Regions from separate parts of the Danio rerio genome. Here region 1 is linked to region 2. A link is a contact called in public Micro-C data. All regions are on one chromosome and are shown on one strand. The core of a region is the stretch at or near the end of the contact, and the rest is flanking DNA. Distances in the headings are between cores, read along the strand shown. Region 1 holds the start of sord (sorbitol dehydrogenase). Region 2 holds the start of ccnb2 (cyclin B2).

Evidence for each region. Hi-C and Micro-C count contacts between places; a contact is called where the count stands out from the background.
Region 1: a contact with region 2 is called in a Micro-C map of caudal fin, with 3 times the contacts expected there. The contact joins the promoter of sord here to the promoter of ccnb2 in region 2. A contact is called at or near these places in 4 of 18 Hi-C or Micro-C datasets (caudal fin, embryo, fibroblasts and 1 more) and 1 of 4 datasets of contacts at active chromatin or transcription factors (embryo).

What each region holds. Positions count from the first base shown.
Region 1 is chr7:30,926,619-30,932,655 of GRCz12tu, forward strand. It overlaps sord (sorbitol dehydrogenase), which reads right to left and starts at 1,675. Exons shown (of 9, transcript NM_001172419.2): 1 at 1,523-1,675; 2 at 1,401-1,434; 3 at 1,156-1,320; 4 at 400-559; 5 at 200-318. The coding sequence starts at 1,576. The region is part of intron 8 of apba2b (amyloid beta (A4) precursor protein-binding, family A, member 2b); the gene reads left to right. si:dkey-1h4.4 reads left to right here and starts at 1,941. Exons shown (of 4, transcript XM_021477858.3): 1 at 1,941-2,195; 2 at 3,553-3,973; 3 at 5,258-5,397; 4 at 5,527-6,037. The coding sequence starts at 2,034. The coding sequence ends at 5,559. terb2 (telomere repeat binding bouquet formation protein 2) reads right to left here. Exons shown (of 7, transcript NM_001013468.1): 6 at 5,846-5,934; 7 at 5,445-5,766. The coding sequence ends at 5,639.
Region 2 is chr7:30,587,443-30,594,125 of GRCz12tu, forward strand. It overlaps ccnb2 (cyclin B2), which reads left to right and starts at 5,292. Exons shown (of 8, transcript NM_199430.1): 1 at 5,292-5,381; 2 at 5,537-5,653; 3 at 5,737-6,003; 4 at 6,078-6,236. The coding sequence starts at 5,364. It also overlaps a transcript of rnf111 not described here.

The sequences.
Region 1 (6,037 bases), core at 425-2,924, 340 kb after region 2:
TTTGTTTCCACAGACTGCTTAAACATTTTATCTGTCACGTTCCAGAGACAGTATTTGATAATAACGACACATGCTTTCAGTGATACAAGATTAGCATCAAGCATAGGTCAGTGGACAAGAAGTCAGAGGTCATTACACTGATTAACAAGTTAATGTGTAACGGTTGCATAAATACGTGCAATGATTAGAGCTGGCTGACCTGCACCACAGACAAACACCGAGCTTCCCAGAGTGACTCCTGCCCTCCTGCAGGCATGAATGCCCACTGACAGGGGCTCAATCAGGGCTCCTTCTTCATAAGTAACATTATCAGGAAGCCTGCGTGCACATAGCTTTAGAATTATTACACATACGATTCAAAACTAAGCTGTATCATTTATCCAGCTATGGTGATCTGACTTGTAGCAGAAGCTGGCGCTGTGTTTGTAGTATCTGCACAGGTTTCCGTCATCTGGAGGAGTGGCACAGAAGAATATGCTGGGGGAAAGATTGTAGTGTCCAGATTTGACAAACTCATCTACTTCACGAGGAACTCCAGGCTCAACTGCAACTCTGTCCCCTGGGCGCAAAAAATAGCCGCAATACTAGTTCCTCACATGAAAAATACTATAGTCATCATGTATACTAAGTACTATTATGTTTTTGAACAATACTATAGTAAAGTACTTGAATTAATCTGGTGTGGTAAATCTATAGTTGAAATGGCAATACAACATTTGTAGTGATAAAAACTAAAGGATTTTACAGTATTTATTCACTATAAGTAAAACTACAGTACACTGTAGCTGCAGGGTTCCACACAATTCCTTCACGTTGTCCCAACACAAACTGATTAGATTACTTAATTGTTTTGACAAATTTAAGTGAAATTAACGTAAAACAATTAAGTTGTCCACCTAAAAACTTGAGTATTGCGTTGTTTCAGCACAGTAGTTTGACCAAGCAGCAAAAAATAAATAAATAATAAATTGACTGTGCTGTAGCATTCATTATCAAAATGATGTAAAAAAGAAAAAAGATATACTATATACAGTACAACACACTTTAGTTTGGTTCAAACACACTAGTATTTACTATACACTACTACAGATGTAGTTTTTTTCTTATGTGGGTTGACTAACTGTTATAATGCTGCAAACTAAGCCAAAAACGAACCTGGTTTAAGGTGTGTGACAGCAGAGCCGACCTTCACCACTCGACCAGAGGCTTCATGTCCTAGAATCATGGGCTGTTTGACCACAAAGTCTCCAATGCGGCCGTTTTGCCAATAGTGCACGTCTGATCCACATATGCCCACAGAGTGCATCTGAAGCAACACGTCTGCAATAACAATAATAAATATACTGAAGTATTCCTTTTATTGCAATGCATTCGGTAATATTTCTTTGTGACATAAATACCATTTGGTCCTGGCTCCGGAATCGGACGCTGTTCCTATACAAAAAAATACAGAAAATCTGCAATTATTAACTAAAAGTGCATTCAGACATGCAAAATCAGCTAAACTCTTGAGGTGTCATACCAATCTCAGATCTCCTTTTGCGTGCAAGACCACGGAAAGGTTGTCTTTGTCCATTGTATTTTCTTATATACGCACAGAAAACAGAACTACTGCAAACGACTATTCAATGAGTTCTTATAGTGCCTGCCTGGCCCTTGCATGGATCATGCGCGCTTTCACTTACACACACTAGACTTTGGCCATCCCACTTCTTCCTGTTTATCAGCGGCTCATTCAAGAACATCAAAACTGCGCCTTGTGCAGTCAGGGAATAACAACCAGGAGTAAGTACGCTCTGCAAGCGTACATACAAAATAAAAAGCATGGACCGGTCATCCTTTTTAAGCATTATATATTCCAGCTATTTATTTTTATTTACATAACTACCCTTTTTTCATTGTCCCACCTAAGACCCACTCGGAGGACAATGTGCTATGCCGGAAGTTGTCTGTTACTATGACGACGTGTTTCGCTTTTATATTTATCCTACAGGTTTTCGGAAATATTGCGTGTCCACGTGAAGTAAAATACAATGGACGGATATGATATGGTACTAGAGTGTCTTAACAAACAACAGGAGAGTCTGAACATGAGTCACCGGGGTCTCGTTGTTTTGCCACCTGGAGTTTCGAGACTCGTTACCTTGAAAAAACTGTTTCTGAACAATAACCAGCTCATTTTGCCACCAGACGAGGTACTCAACAAATTTACTTGTATTACAAGGTAACATTGCTATTTGCAATGTGAATTCGTAGCACACTTCACTTTATTCAGTGCTGGGTTGCAGTAAACAGAATTATTAACCACATAAAAATTGTGTTTATAATTATTTATAGTACGTTTTTAAATGTTCACTACTACACTTACTTTGCATAACAAACTATTTACACTTTTTCAACCATTTTAATTATCTTTAATTATTATTTACCCTCAATGTTTTACTTTATCCTCTTAAGGCCCAAGGTGCTTATTTACATGCATTTTTTAATTTCTCTTTGCTATTATGCTTATTGGAACCTAATTAGAATAAAAATCATCTATCATCTTTTAAAAATGGTGTACTGTTAGAGAAAAATTATGTGCATATAATTTATGTGGACTCGTGGTCTGAATTTACATAAAACACTTTTTCCTGATTTTTTTTAATGCATAGATAACATTTTTTTTACTTGCTTTGACTATCAGACAGTAAAAATATTTTTTCCCCATTTTGTACAATTAAAAATAGTGTCTGGGACATTTCATATGCTGCAGTTGCAGGATGACACTGTATGTCTGTAACAAAATATAAAACATTCAAAGTATTTTAAATAGCTACTTTAGAGCTAAAATGTGCTGTCCACGTATGTGGCCACTCAAGACCTAGGAGGTTAAAAAATGGACGTCACATCGTTTAGCTTTGAATATTCACAATATAGAATGGCCATGAGTGTTAATTTATTTACAATCCATGCTTCTGAATTTGGGGACAAAACACCTCTCAATCAAATACTGTGTACTATAATTATGCAAACTACTAAACACAGCCAATGTATGTATTATAAATAGAGTTCATATTTCAATTTATCAAGTTCTAACATGTTATATCAATTAATGTTTATTTAATTTATGTAGATATCACACTGACATCTAGGACGACAAATAACATTTATTAAAGGGTGTTCAAGTATTTTTTAAAATAATGCTTTAATTTTAAATGTAGCTTATACATGATTTATGATAGCTCCCTGTGTATTTCTTCAGTTTGGGAACCAGACAATGTAATGTTTAATGCATTTCATAATTTCATGTTATGATTTCATGATATATCTCTTTTTTATTATGATAATCCCATGATAATCAATGTCATATTAGATCAAAGGTACTCTAAAAGCAGTCAAAATACATTACCTAAAATCATGTCATTCATAAAATGTTTTGTCATGTAATTTGTAGCGCAGAACCTAAATTTGTAATTCAACCAAGCACTGCATGTGATAATATCTAAAGTTATATTATAATGTACAGTAAGCAGAATTAATGTGTAAAACACTATTTGCTGCCCCTGTAAGATTCTGCACCTGGAAAAGCTTGAAGAACTGATACTGGACGGAAACCAGCTGACCATGCTTCCCAGCAACATAGGCTCACTGAAGCACCTGACTTATCTTGGTATAAACCACAACCCACTGTCAGTTCTCCCAGAGGCGCTGGGCGATCTGACAGAACTGAGAGAGCTCTGGGCTGTAGGCTGTGGTCTCATCTCCTTACCATCATCTATTGGAAAACTCAGTAAGTTACAAAAACTTGGGGTCCATAATAATATAATTACAAATCTACCATCACAATTTGGATCCCTCAGCAATTTGCAGTGGTTAAACTTGGCTGATAATAAACTTCAAGACCTTCCAGAAGATATTAATCACCTTCCGTCTCTGGTCTTCATAAACCTGGACAAGAACTGTTTTACAGACATCCCTACCGTATTAACAGGTTAGAAGCTTTTCCATGTATTGAAATGACTATTTAGTATTTGTTTAATCCTTGTTTCACCATGAAAAGAGTTTGTTTCAGGGTGCAATATGCAAACTTTAAATGATACCTTTGATATTCTACTTCACTGTTTTCAGACATGTATTGTCAATGTTTAAAAGACTAATAGTTACTATTTTACTTTGAGTAATCATTGCTTGTTAGCAACTGATTATTAATATTAAAAACATATTATTATTATTATTATTAGATACAAATCTATTTGGTGCAGATTTAGTGTTCTATCAGACCCATAGCCAGGGAGAGTTCGGGTGGTTTGAAAGACCCACCCCCACTGATAAAAGGTCCTGAATTTGTCCCAACCATGAGCTCATTTGTCTTATTTTGACTGCTATGCGGTAATAAATTGTAAAGGCATCAAAGAAGGCTTCCCATAAATGCAAAAAACAAAAAAAAAAAAAAAAAAAAAAAAAAACAGAATCTGACGTAAGTGAAGTCATCTTTCACCACAAGTGACTTTTATTTTGAATCTTGGACCTTATTCTTGAAAGAAAACAAAAGAAACATATAAAGGTTTAAAGCACCAAAAGCGACCCATATTAAAGTTATTTTAATACTAATTAGGCTATTTTTGTTATTCATGAACTTTCAAAATCTACTTTTTTTTTTTACAAAAGAGATTAGAAAAAATTGTGAAGCTCTACATTATTAATATTAATGTTTTATTTTTTTATTAAGAGATTAGAAAAATTGTGAAGCTCTACAATATTAATATTAATATGTTTTTTTTTAATTAAGAGATTAGAAAAATTGTGAAGCTCTACATTATTTATATTAATATGTTTTACTTTTTTATTATTCAAATGGCCAAATTCTGACTGAGGAAAGTTGAATGTGCTGGCCAGTTTGTTATTTGCCCAATAAATTACAATAGGCTTACAATAAGCAACAGTTTTTTTATTATTAATATAAAACTTTGACTCTTTTTTCCCTAATGATACATGATGTAATAAATGTTTTTTTTATAAAAATTTTTAAAACTTTATTTTAAATGTTTTGCTAATGGTTTGCTACAAAGTGTGGTGATGATGAACATCCGACAAGCTAACCCAGCTAAAATTAGTGCTTAAATAGTCACTAAAATGCAGCATTTAAACCTCATAATTGAATAGAAAATAAGGTGAATAACTCCAAAAAGATCTACTTATTGAGAAAAAAGAACCACTCTTTTCGCTAGGCTGGCTGCAGGCTGTTTATTCATTTTATGTTGTATATTTTTTTCAGACATGGCAAACCTACAAATCCTGTCTCTTAAATTTAACAGCATCAGAACACTAGAGGATTACTTAATCCCTGGTTTCAGCAGACTTACAAAACTTGACATCAGAGAAAATCCTTTAATGGACAGACCACCTCACTGGAAGGTAACTAATCATCAGAAACAACAAAATACATAAATAAACAACAAACATTTTATCTAAAGTGCTTAATTTTAATAATATCAACAATTACTTTGCTCTGTAACCTGTCAAATCAACTCTCTTCAAATGCAGGGATTGGATTTCATATTACTTGGGAAAGTGTGACAACCTGAACAATCAAATTTACTGTATATGAGATGAGCAGAAACTGAAATCCAGCATCCAAAGGACTGGGCATGTTGTATTACACTGCTTTGCGATGAAAAGGAGGAGTCGGATCATTAGATCTTGAAACATCATGGCCATGGAGAGAGGGAAGAAAATCCTTAAGTTCTCCTGAATACTTTCTCATTTGATCAATATGAACATACCCTGCAACAGAGATAGAACAATACCTAACTAAAAGTGAGAACATGTTAATTATGGATGGCATTATTTGGTAATTAAGTACCTGAGATCATGTTGTTTACAGGATATTGTCGCATCTCACAACATGAACATACTTTGCTCTGTGTTGTAACAGTCTGGTTATCATCCTGGCTAATAGATAACACAAGGTTAAACCATGTTTTTTAGTGCTGTTGCAGTGAAAGTAATAGTAAGACCTCAGTGATATCTACTGTCTATACAGTATGTGGGACAA
Region 2 (6,683 bases), core at 4,042-6,541:
CTTCTTCATTATATTTGACATCATGTATAGGCTAGGGTTGTTATACTGACACATTTATTTAATAAACATTTATTTTCATGCACAACGCTTTGTGCTCACTATAAAAGTAAAAACATATCATATGTTTGTCATAATCATAACTGTAAAATGCGTTATGATCATTGAAATGATGTGCTGTCAGTTTCACTTTCACTTCTGAGTGCGGCTCTTGGCTGCCATCACTGTGAGAAAAAAACACATACATGCAAATCATACCTTTCGCACGGCCCTCAAACCCTCTGTGCAACAAACGGAGCGTTATTTACAACTTCATTATCCATTATCCACAGTCTATGCTAGTTGTGTTCACTAAAGTAGGCGTCATAGACAGGCACACGTGCGTTCTTGGCAATGTTGCCAGACTGTAAAAAAATGACGTAGTGTAAAATTGGGTGGTTTTGAATTGGCGTGCCCGGCTGCCCTGGTCTTCACTTATAAACCTGTATGAACCCCCAAAGAGGTGCCATAGCCCCCGTTCTCATATAAACGCTTACAACAGTTGTGATCTCCCAATGAGACTACAAATTGTTGGGCAGTGCTTTCCAGTTTTCAGCAGGTTTTAGGCTGGAAACAGTCAGCTACATCTGGCAACACTGGTTCTCGGAAGTAGACAAACAGCTGGCAATCAACTCGTGTGATTTTGCGGCCGCAAATATATCATTACATAAAGATAGAAATGACATTTTTGGGTGAATTATACCTTATAAATACAGTATGTATCACTTTTAACGCCATTTGAAAGTGTCCATGTTGCCGTGAAGACTTGTGCAGCTGCCTTGCTCATTTCCTGACCTTGAAAATATAATTAGCAGAATCGTAGAAAAAGTTGAATTAAGATCATGTGTAGGGTTGAATCGAGATTACGATTTTTTCGATTAATCGTGCAGCCCTAAATGCAACCATTTTCAATTTCATAAAGGTAATTTTAAAGAATCAAAAATCTAATATAATTAAAATATAATCCATTAAATCGACTTTAATTTAAAGCATTCATTTATTTGTTCAAGCACAAAACAAGATCAAAGACCATTTAAACTCAAGCGACGTCAGGAGCAGCAGGCGAGTGCAGAAGCGCCATTTGATTAAACTATGGTCCATATTTTAAATAAATGGTATGGAACAATGTAAATTAATTCACTGCTTTTGCTGTGATACCCACTTTATATTATATCTCAATCAGGCAGTGAAGTTTGAACAAATCAGATCTTAAACATTGCGATTTTATGATAGCAAGACACTTCACCAGAAGCGACTGAACTAGATTATTGAAAATTAAAGGTCCGTGTGAATATATGCCATTTCTTCGACTATACATACACAGAAAAATATTTTCTATAGACCATTTTAATGTGGTCATGTCATTGGCCCATGAATATTTAATGCTTGTTATCAAACTACTTCATAACTGTAACATTCAATCATGAGTTAATTTTAAAACAGCTATTCTAACACTTATCAATATGTGGCTCTGTTTGGATTCTCAGAGCCTATAGAAATTTAAGAATGTAAAACAGGAAATATGTTGGGACCATTGTTTTTGTTTACAACCGTCAAAATGGTCTATATATTCTATGTATAAAATAAGCAAACATAATATTTAAATTTTGCTATTTGACGAATATGAATAGTTATTGTTTTTTCAAGTTTGAATTGTGGGGGGTGTTGGCAATGGCAAAAAAAAAAAACTTTGATTAAAAATTTTCTGATCAAAATGGCTGGAAACACAGTGCTGTGCATACTTCCATGTGGAAGTAAAACCTTATTCTGTTTTACGACATGTTAAACTTCCCATTATCAATCCCAAATCCTCCTTTCAATTACTCTGCAGTTCAAAAAGAACAAAAACATAATACAAACTACCGTACCGGAGACAACCATCTCCTCATAGCTAGGAAACACTGTGAAGATTCAAACAGAGGCTGAAAAATCCTTCATCAGACATGACATCTTATGTTGGAAAGCTGTAGGAGTTTATTATTAGTAATACATACAAATTAGTACTTCACTATGGCAGATGACATCATCTTTTTAATAAGCCTTTAAGCCAAATGCCATGTATAGCTTTTTCAAAACTGGAAAAACGATTTGAATTTGAGAGCAAAAGCAGCAGCATTCCTCCTGTGTGTAAAGATTTGTCTCTGGCGGCAGAAGTACACAGTGAAACAGAAGATGTTGTGAACAAAACAGCAGTGGTGTGAGCCATGGTGACTTTAATAATCGCTTTTATATCAGATGTCACTGATTTATGACAGTCAACACCACATATGTCATGCTCCCAGAGGGGGAACATAAAAAATTTTATTGTACATTCAAAGGCTGGAATCTGATCCAGCTGGCTGGTCAATAGACAACAAGAGCTGCTGACCAATTACGTCTTAAAATAGTCAGACAAAATCTGTTTGGGTTTTTTATTTTTTTTATTTCCAGTAATAAAATCAACATCTGGTCCAATAATAACCCCGTAAATCACAACACAAAGACAATGAGTAACTGATAAACAAGGGGGAACAGACACCTATGGCATTTAGCTATTGTTGTTCTCACTTTAATTAACACATCAGCTGACAGCATTACAGAATGTAAAAACACATCCCAGAAATAACACCAAAAGCACGTTTACACCAATTGTGACCGTTGATGTTGTGTATGAGTAGCCCACTGGGCCTGGGTGTACTGGGACAAACACACACTCTGTACTAAAACTGCTAGCAGCGGGCTATTAGCCTCTCCAGATAGTCAAACAATAGCTCCTACCAATTAAAATCAACCATTAAAACAGGCGTAAACAGCGCCACTTACCTCTATACAAAACGGAAAACTATCCCTCGCTGACTTTACCCCCTTTCCAAGGTACGGTTTTCGACGACAGAAGTAGAAAAGTATTGGGGAAGCGAGTGAACGTCAGCGGAGGCTTGTGTGAAACTGACAGTCACACACACAAACCCAACAGAGAGGCCCAGTGCTTTAGCCTCCCCGCTAACTGACGGAGATTTCGACGATTCCGCTTTAAATCTACGAGAATACTCACGCGACTTTCAGAATCACGCGTTAAACGGCACGGCGGACTAAACGTAGCGCGAGGACATTTTATTTAACGGTTATATATGACACGTATTCCTCGCCGTTTGCCCTCGGGTGCGAGTCCCCATTCCTGCCTATCCGCGGCGTCCATTAGAGCGCTGCTATGTGTGTGTATGTGTATGCGAACAGCACTGCTGCTACGCGAGCGCGCACACACGCACGCACGTTTCGACATTTTACGACATCCCCGTATCCTTGACGACTTGTCGAGATAACAACAATAACAACAACAACCCCGAAGGCCGTTGCAAATTAGATAGATAAACCCATTAATGATTATATTGTTTTATCGACGAATCTTGTGAATATGTACTGATATTTTATTATGTGTATGTGTTTTTTTTTTCTTGATCAATGTGATGTGTTGTATCAGAGAGTTGGTCGGCTCGCGCTCTCTAGTGGCAGAATGTGGTAACACTCACGTGTATTCATGAATATGAATGTAAACTGAAGGTACACTATCAGCTTGTTTGTTGATTTGTGTTGCTTTGTTATTTATATATAAACAATGTAAATGTTTGCATGAAAACAATTCAAGTTTATTTGTAAAGCAATATTTAATAATACGTACAAAAAACAATTAATGATACCTTTCAAAATAATTATCCTTCCAAAGCCGCTTTACAAAAAGTGCACTTTATGACATTACAGTCTAAATAAGAAAAGTTTTTAGTGTATAGGGTGGACAGTAGTTTACCTGCAGTTATACAGCATCGTCCTTTCCAAAAAGGTGATATCTATGTGTGCAACACATTTTCAATGAAGTGTAGCTTATTTGTAAACAAGGATATAAATAACTGACCATAATAACAACAACCGTATGTTTAAATCAATATTTTCATTTTTTTTTATAGTTTTCAGAAGTTAAAAGTGACAAATCCATTACAAATATAGTAATTTATGTGTTAATTTTATGTAGGCTATCAGCCCACAATCTAAACCGAGGGTTTTCCTACATATGGCCATCCTTGTACAAGGCGCCTTGTTTATACCTTTAAAAAATGACATTATAAAATGTATAAAACATAGTTTGGAATATATTTTTTTGGAATATTTTATATTTAAATTCTTGTAATGTTTAATGTTAAATTACACACATTTAAAGATATGGTGTTGATTTATTGATTATTTGATTTACTTCATGAATTGTTAATCTATTTTAGTCCTTTTTGTATTTGTTTTCTTTGATATTATTTATTTTAGATTTTACACTAGTGAAAACTGTTTACCAAAATCTCGTTCTAAAGTGTGCACTTCAGCAGATTAAGGCAGCATGTACTCAGCAAGTACTTTTCTTTTACAGCACACTGTTTCCTTAATTCCTTAATTAATTTCCTTAATTTGTATTTTAACTTTTTTAAAGTCACTTGCCTTAAAAGGCAGTTAAAAGTTTTAATTTGTCCCAAACTTAAATCAACAAACAAACAAATGTATAAATCTATGATTACTTTGAACTCTACCTTGGCTCCAACCCATATTTTTTTGAGGCGAACAGAAAGAATATACTTTTTTTTTTTTTTTTTTTTTTTTTGATCACCAGATGGCAATTTTCCCCTAAAATTTAAGTCAATGTCACGGTCAACTTTGTTTTTTTTTTTATTAAATAATATTTATACTCTGTAACTTTTCAAATTATTTGTGATTCACAGAATAAAGAGGCGTTGTTGCAGGCTTATTTTATTCACAATTCTTTTGCCAATTAAAATATTTCACATGTGGTATAAGAATGAGGTTTGTGTTTAACAATTATTTTACAATCATTTTTAGGTCTTGGGGTATTCATACGCAAGCCTTCCAACTTTCTCTGATGATGAGAACATTGATTTTTTTTATATGTCCTGTCTTTAGATAGCAATGGTTTTTGGAACAGTGTCAACATCATATTATACTTTATCCCTATTTTTTTTACAGTCTATGATCCCTAGCCTACTTGCAGTTACAACTTCAATCGTTCTCGGATGAATAAATGACGTTTATTACAGACAGAGCTACATGTGAAACCGGAGATGAGGGATGATTGATAAGCGCCGCCTCTCTTTTCATCCAATCGAACTCTAGTATTTCCCGAGCCAGTGACCAATCAGAGAACGCAGAGCGGTATTTGAATCACCAGCAGGCCTTTGTACTGTATACGCACGGCTTGTTATTAGTTGAGTTGGACGAGAAACGCCAAACAAAGCTAAACGGCATTTTAAATTTTTTTATTTAATTTAACCGAGGCATCACCAAAAAGAATATTCATCATGGAAATGCACGCTCTGGTGAGTATTTGGAGAAGAAAAGAGCGTTTGCGCGTAACCTCTTCGATGTGTAGCATCCAAACAGCGTTACTGTTGTTATCCTAGCATGCTAATGTTTGTATTGAAATGGCTTGTATGTAAACTTCTTGTTTTAAGTATATATGTTTTTAACACAGCGCAATGCAAGCAATCCCATTTACGTCGGTGCCAAAGGTGGACCAGTAAGCGGTGCAGTGAGAAGACCAGTGTTTGGCGAACTGTCTAATCTTTCCCACAAACCAGTTCAGACAAAGGTTCGTGTCTTTTATTTGGCACCAAGCAGCTTATGAACGTAAACAACAACGTGCTGCCACACTCCTTTGTTTCCTTTTTACAGAAGGTTGTACCTATGCAAAGTGTAAAACCCACTGGCCGGTCAGCTGTCGTGCACCCCAAAAGTGCCCAGGTCCAGCACGAGGCCCCAAAGCCTGCCGCTACTGTGCCTCCTGCTCAAGCTGATGTGAGCATGAAGGAAGAGGAACTGTGTCAAGCCTTTTCCAACAGCCTCTTTCCAGTAGACGACATCGACGAAGGAGATGCTGACATGCCTCAGTTGTGCTCTGAATATGTTAAGGACATTTATTCCTATCTGAGGCGCCTTGAGGTACATGAGGCTTTTTATTTATGTGGCACATTTTGTGAAAGTTCTTGCTTTCTACAGCTGTGCTTTGGTTGCAGGGTCAGCAGTCTGTCCGTCCCCGTTATATGGAAGGATATGATATCAATGGGAGAATGCGGGCTCTCCTGGTTGACTGGCTGATTCAGGTGCACTCAAGATTTCAGCTGCTGCAGGAGACCTTGTACATGACTGTTGCCATTCTTGATCGCTTCCTCCAGGTAAGAATCAGGTTTTGCTAAAGCTATATTTGGCTTTGTGGTTAAACCTTTTTTCCCCCTCTAGTAAAGTCTAGATGGATACAGTTGATGAGCACTTCAATATAGCATATTTGTAACGCAGTATAACAATAATTAATATTTTTATGGTACTATGACTGTAGGGGTGGTGAAGGTGTTAATAAAATACAATTTGTTGGTTTGTTTTAATAAACAACAAAAATAATACTCTGTACAACTACTGTTTTTACATTACTGTGACTGTAGGGGTAAATGTGAATAAATTAAGTGGGAAATTTAAGATATAATAAAAACATATATTCTTCGTCTGAAGGTGTATCTGATCTAAAAACAACCCTCCCCTTCCTCTAACTTGACCACATCCTTACCTCATCTGTTTGTGGATCCATAAATATATTGACTAGTCATTCCTTAAATCATTCCACTTTG